Regions from separate parts of the Zea mays genome. Here region 1 is linked to region 2. Evidence: chromatin contacts called from public Hi-C data. All regions are on one chromosome and are shown on one strand. The core of a region is the stretch at or near the end of the contact, and the rest is flanking DNA. Distances in the headings are between cores, read along the strand shown.

The links. Hi-C and Micro-C count contacts between places; a contact is called where the count stands out from the background.
Region 1: a contact with region 2 is called in a Hi-C map of leaf mesophyll, with 4 times the contacts expected there. The contact joins the promoter of LOC103654016 here to the promoter of LOC100384163 in region 2. A contact is called at or near these places in 2 of 25 Hi-C or Micro-C datasets (leaf and leaf mesophyll).

What each region holds. Positions count from the first base shown.
Region 1 is chr4:169,258,460-169,261,272 of Zm-B73-REFERENCE-NAM-5.0, reverse strand. LOC103654016 (fasciclin-like arabinogalactan protein 2) reads left to right here and starts at 1,387. Exons shown (of 1, transcript XM_008680841.4): 1 at 1,387-2,813. The coding sequence starts at 1,633.
Region 2 is chr4:168,976,376-168,979,075 of Zm-B73-REFERENCE-NAM-5.0, reverse strand. It overlaps LOC100384163 (DUF506 family protein), which reads right to left and starts at 1,264. Exons shown (of 2, transcript NM_001176741.1): 1 at 723-1,264; 2 at 1-616. The coding sequence starts at 1,140. The coding sequence ends at 90. It also overlaps a transcript of LOC100285969 not described here.

The DNA of each region.
Region 1 (2,813 bases), core at 138-2,637, 280 kb before region 2:
CAACGCGGACGAAGAGAATTGCACCCCGAGTCCCCGATTCTATCAAAGAACCGGGCCCAGCTATTCCGCTTGGTGGTATACACATTGAGCCCAGAAGGTGGAACCGTGCAAAGGCCCATTCTTGTTTCCAGTCTCAGCTTCTTCGTGGCCAGACTGGGCCGGTTTCTTGATTCAAATGAAACGGCCGGGATCACTCCTCTCGTTTAGCATTTTTTATTATTATTTCTGGAGCAAGAGCAAGGTCTCTCTGTCTGGAATTAGAGTAGCTTCACAAGTGAAATTAAAGTTTTTTTTAAAAAAAATACGTCTGGTAAAACAGTTTTTTACAAAGATATACTAGTACTATAGATTTAGTAGGGAAGACGACCCGACCTCACCCCTGATCGATGCCTGATCTGTTCGTCCCTGTCACTCCCACAGGGACGCCTCCACCTATCGGCACAAACCCTTGGCGCTGCTACACGGGGCGTCTGCTGCAAGCTTACCATTTCTCTCCGGCCCTAACGTGCAAGCTCTGCACAGTGCAGCAGTGCAGGGGTGGGGGCAGGCCCAGGCAGGGGGCCACGAGAGGGACGAGGGCCACCCGCGCCGGCCGGCCCGGTCGATGATCTCGCTCGGCGCTCGCCATGTGCCTCGTCTGCCGGCGCCGCTCGCGCGTCTCAGCTTTCGTCCACCGCCTCCCACATGCTGGTGTCCAAGCGAACCATTACCGGCATGGCTAAAGCGACCGACGTCGCTGGCGACCGAGCACAGGTTCCTCCAAGCCGTGGCCCGTGGCCATGGAGGCGGCTGGAGCAGATGACGCTGCGCATTTGCCGAGACATGCGAGGTGAGGTGCAAAAGGCAGCGGTAGAAGCGCTGCTTTTGCTGGTGTTACACGAACGTGGAATGGAACACCCTTCGGTGCTCGCGCTATCAGAGTGGTCTAGCCCAATTCTGGAACTCTTTGGTTCGATCTCATCTCATCTCCCCGCGGGCAAGTTTTTTTTTTTTTTTGAAACGAACGCGAGCGTGAGTTTTAGCCGAGAGTCATTCGCTCGATCATTCTCGACAGACGATAATAGACCATTCCAGTTTCATTTTTATTAAATACGGTGGCACATCATCACTTTTGATGATATCCCTGCAGGCATAGATTTTAGTTTTTTGAAACGAACGCGAGCGTGAATTTTAGCCAAGAGTCATTCGCTGGATCATTCTTGACAAACGATAGTAGACCATTCGAGTTTCATACTCATTAAATACGGTGAGACATCATCATGTTTGATAACATTATAGTGCAATTAAAATAATAGATATATAGATAATTTCATAAAAGATAGTAGAGTTCCATAGGAATGAAACTTACATACTCGATTATCTAGTTTAAAACTCAACTCACCGCTGAAATGGCCTTTAGCTGCACGGAACTATAACCCCAGGCACAAGACACAGCGCTGGTTTTGTGAGGCAATCGGTTCCCATAAAACCACGTGCATCCCACGCTCTGGGTCTGGGAAGCGTTCCAGTGTCCATCAGCACCTCCTGTGCTGTGCATTCCTGAGAAACCAACCCCCCCCCCCCCCCCCCCACACGCACAGTTTAGTGCCCGGAGCCCGGAGGCGTACGTGTACGTCGCATCCCAGCGCAGCGATGCCGGTCACCGCCGGCGCCCGGACCACCCTCCTCCTCTTCGCCACCGCAGTGGTGCTAGCGTGCACTTCAGCGCCGCCGGCATGCCATGCCGCGCACAACATCACCGCCATCCTCTCCGGGCACCGGGACCTCGCCGAGTTCGGCCGCGAGCTCGCGGCCACGGGGCTCGCGGACGACATCGACGACCGGAACACGATCACTGTCCTGGCCGTGGACGACGCCCACATGGCGCCGCTGAAGGCGCGCGGCCTGCCGCGGGAGACGCTGCGGCACGTGCTCTCCCTCCACGTCCTCGTCGACTACTACGACGACGCGAAGCTGCACCGCCTCCCCGGCGGCTCCGCGGACGTGTCCACGCTGTTCCAGGCCTCGGGCGACGCGCCGGGGAGCGCGGGCATGGTGAGGGTCGCGGAGCGCCGGGGCGGGCGCGTGGCCTTCGCGCCCGAGGACGACGCGGGGAGCGCCGCCGCCGCCGTGTTCTACGTCGGGCCCGTCCACGAGGCGCCCTACAACATCTCGGTCCTCTGGGTGAGCGGCGTGATCTCGTCCCCCGCGGCCGAGGCGCCCGCGGCGGCGGCCGACCGGCCGCCGAGCAGGCGCAACGTGTCGGACGTCATGTCCGAGAACGGGTGCGGGCGCTTCGCCGGCCTCGTCGCCGCCACGGGCGACGCGGCCGCGACGTTCGAGAGGCAGGCCGACGGCGGCGGCGGGCTCACGCTGTTCTGCCCGGCGGACAGGGCGGTGGAGGCGTTCCAGCCCACGCTGAACAGCCTCTCCGCCGACGCCCGGCTCGCGGTCGTGCTGTACCACGGCGCGCCGGGGCACCACTCCATGCAGGCGCTGCGGGCGGGCGACCAGGACCTGCGCACGGCGGCCTCGCTCGACGGGGGCAGGTCCCACTTGGCCCTGGCCGTGCGCAACGTCCGCGGCAGGGTGACGCTGCTGGCCTCCGCGACGCGCGACGTGGCCAGGGTCACCCGCACGCTCGCGGACGAGGAGGCCGTCGCCGTGTATATGATCGACGCGGTGCTGGTGCCGGGTAACCTCACGGCGCAAGGAACTGCAGGGGGGACGGAGCACGGCGAGCTCACGTCCGGTTCGGGCGGGGAAGAAGACGGCGGAGGAGGCGGTGTTCGCCAGAGCAGTGGCTCCAGGGCTCTGGCTCCGGCTCCGTGCTG
Region 2 (2,700 bases), core at 15-2,514:
GCCCAAGAGAATACTGCTACCGAAAACAAAGAGGCCTCTGAAAGCCTGAACAATCCTCCCTCCCGCGATCCTTCCTGCCACGTCACAACTCAGAATCCTCTGAACAAGGGCCTCACTCTCACCAGTGCCTCCCGCCCCATGACCCCCTGCCGGCGTCCCATCTCCATTCCGCAATTCTTCCCCACGCCAGGCCGCCGGGCACGCGCTGCTGCCCTCGGTCCTCCTTCAGCGCGTGGCCCCGTCGCCGCCGCCACCGGTGCCGCGGCTTCCGTTCTCTCGAACCGCGCGGACCATTTGGCCTGCACGTACGACGCGCGCCTCCACGGCGGCACGTGCATGCCCGCGCCGCGGATGGACTCCGCCGCTGCGGCGCACATTGCCGCGGCGAGTTCCTTCAGAGCTGGTGGACTCGACACGAGCACTGGCGGCAGGGAGGAGAGGAGGTCCTGGTACTCGGCGCTCGGCCTCGCGACCTCGAATTCGGCTGCCACGTTTACCTCCACGATGTAGCGAGCTGACGGCAGCGGCGGCGGCGAGCCCACTGTCACGTCCACGTACTCGTACGTGCCCGGCGCGGCGATGCTGCTGGTTCTTCCCCACGACGATCTGCAGAGACCTGCTTGAATGAATGCCCGAGCCGAGCACAAAAAGGAATGTTAATGTCCCGTGTTGTATATATGATATTGAAAAATGAGAACTGCAGAGCAGTAGAGCATTATTACGGGCGTCGTAACCCCTCGCACGGAGCCGCTCCACAAGGTGCTTCCTAATCCCGCCGCCGCCGCCAACGGCGGCTGGCCCGGCGTCTCGGACAATGCGCTCCGCCTCGGCGCGGATCCGTACGGCTGCCGCGTCGGCCGCCGCATCCGCCAGCGTCAATCGCAAAGCTTCCTTCCACTCCGTAGCCCGGGACGCCACGGCATCCTTGGCGACGGCGCCGCCGTCCGTGCCGTGCTCGCCGTATCCGTTGTAGAACTCGTCGACCGAATCCATCAGATCGTCGTCGGCGTCCGCAGCGCCGCCGGACGGCGCCGGCGATGGCGCGACGGTGTCGCTGATGAACGGGCCCCGTAGCCGCGCCCTCGCCGCCTCGTCGAGCGCCGCTGTTGCCTTCTTGTACGCACCCGGGAAGAACTCCATTGTCACCACGCCGATTGCTGCGCTGATCAAGGCCTCGGTTGGTGGAACGTGAAGCACCAATTGTATGGGTGTGTGGGTGGTTGTTTGTGCCGGCTGTTGCAAACTCGGCCTGCCCTACTTGGCGATTGGCGTGTAGTTCCACGACGGTTGTGCTGTTATGTATGTTTCGGTGGGCGTGCGGACTGGGCGGAGATAGAGCCTGACTGTAAACGTGTCCAGGTTCATCGTATACAGCTTCCATATGTCCAGGTGCGATGAATTGGACGCATCATGTAAAATCCGTGTTGTGTATGAGCGCTCGTCACCGTACTCCAGTTGTATGATGAAGAAGTCACACTGCTCACTGGTCACTTCACGTACACTGTCACTATCACTGTCATAGTAGTGTCATGATTCATGAACAAAGGGTTGCTTTGTTTCCCCCCAAGGAAATTTGCAATGAACGTTCAATCAAACACAATGCGTCCAGGTACATCGCTCATGATTGTAAGGTACTAGTACATTGCTCCGCAGAAATTCTAGAGCAGTCTCCATATTATAGGGGTGTTTGAATGCACTAGCTAATAGTTAGTGGCTAAAATTAGTTAAAGACATCCAAACACCCTAGCAATTATTAGCTATTTTTAGTAAATTAGTTAATATTTAGTTAGTTATTTGTTAGCTAGCTAATTCCACTAGCATTTTTTAGTCAACTAATTATTAGCTCTAATACATTCAAACACTCCCTATATCGAGAATATAAAAGAGTAAAATGTGCCCGACTAAGACCCTGTTCGAAAGCAACCCACTAAGGCCCTATTCCGAAGCAACCTAATTTTTAAGTATCTTTTAGGTAGAAGAGACCAATTTTTAAGAAACTGAAAATATAATTTCTATAATCTAAGTCATAAACTGATTTGTTTGAAACCATCTCAATTTCTATAAACCAAATTGTTAAAAACTGGGCCTAAAGGTCTTGAATTTTTTATTGTTTCTCAGTTGAGTTCTCGAAGGTTTAGGGTTGCAGGTCCAAATCTTCAAAAATACTAAGTGATGTGGCAGTCCTCACAATGGAGGAACAAATATCAACAGGTGTTGCTACGTTCTTCACCACCACACCTTCGGAGCATGCCCAGCCCACGGAATGCGCCACAAGCAGTACAGCAACCGCGCCGAGTCCTGGACATGTCAACGGTACGTCGCAGTGCACGCCTCGCCAAAAATCGACCCAAGACACATGTTGAAATTGCGTTGCAGGAGTCTGTTGCCATGCTCGATGGACCTCTGCCGGCGCAGCCGCCCAGGTGGTTGCTGCGGCTGCGCTAGCTCGGCAAGACGGCAATGGAGATAAATGATGTTCTCATCAAAATGGCGGGAGAACTAATCGCCGACCTCCAGGACGCGTTGGTGCCTACGGAAACCTGAACTCGCCCCACCTGATGGCCATGAACCAAACAATCGTCCCATCCCATCCCATCATTTCAACCAAACACACCATTAGATTGGACATAGGAAGTGTAAATTGAAACGGATGAAGTAGCTGCAAACATTACAAACTGACAGAAGGATTGGAAACTTAAA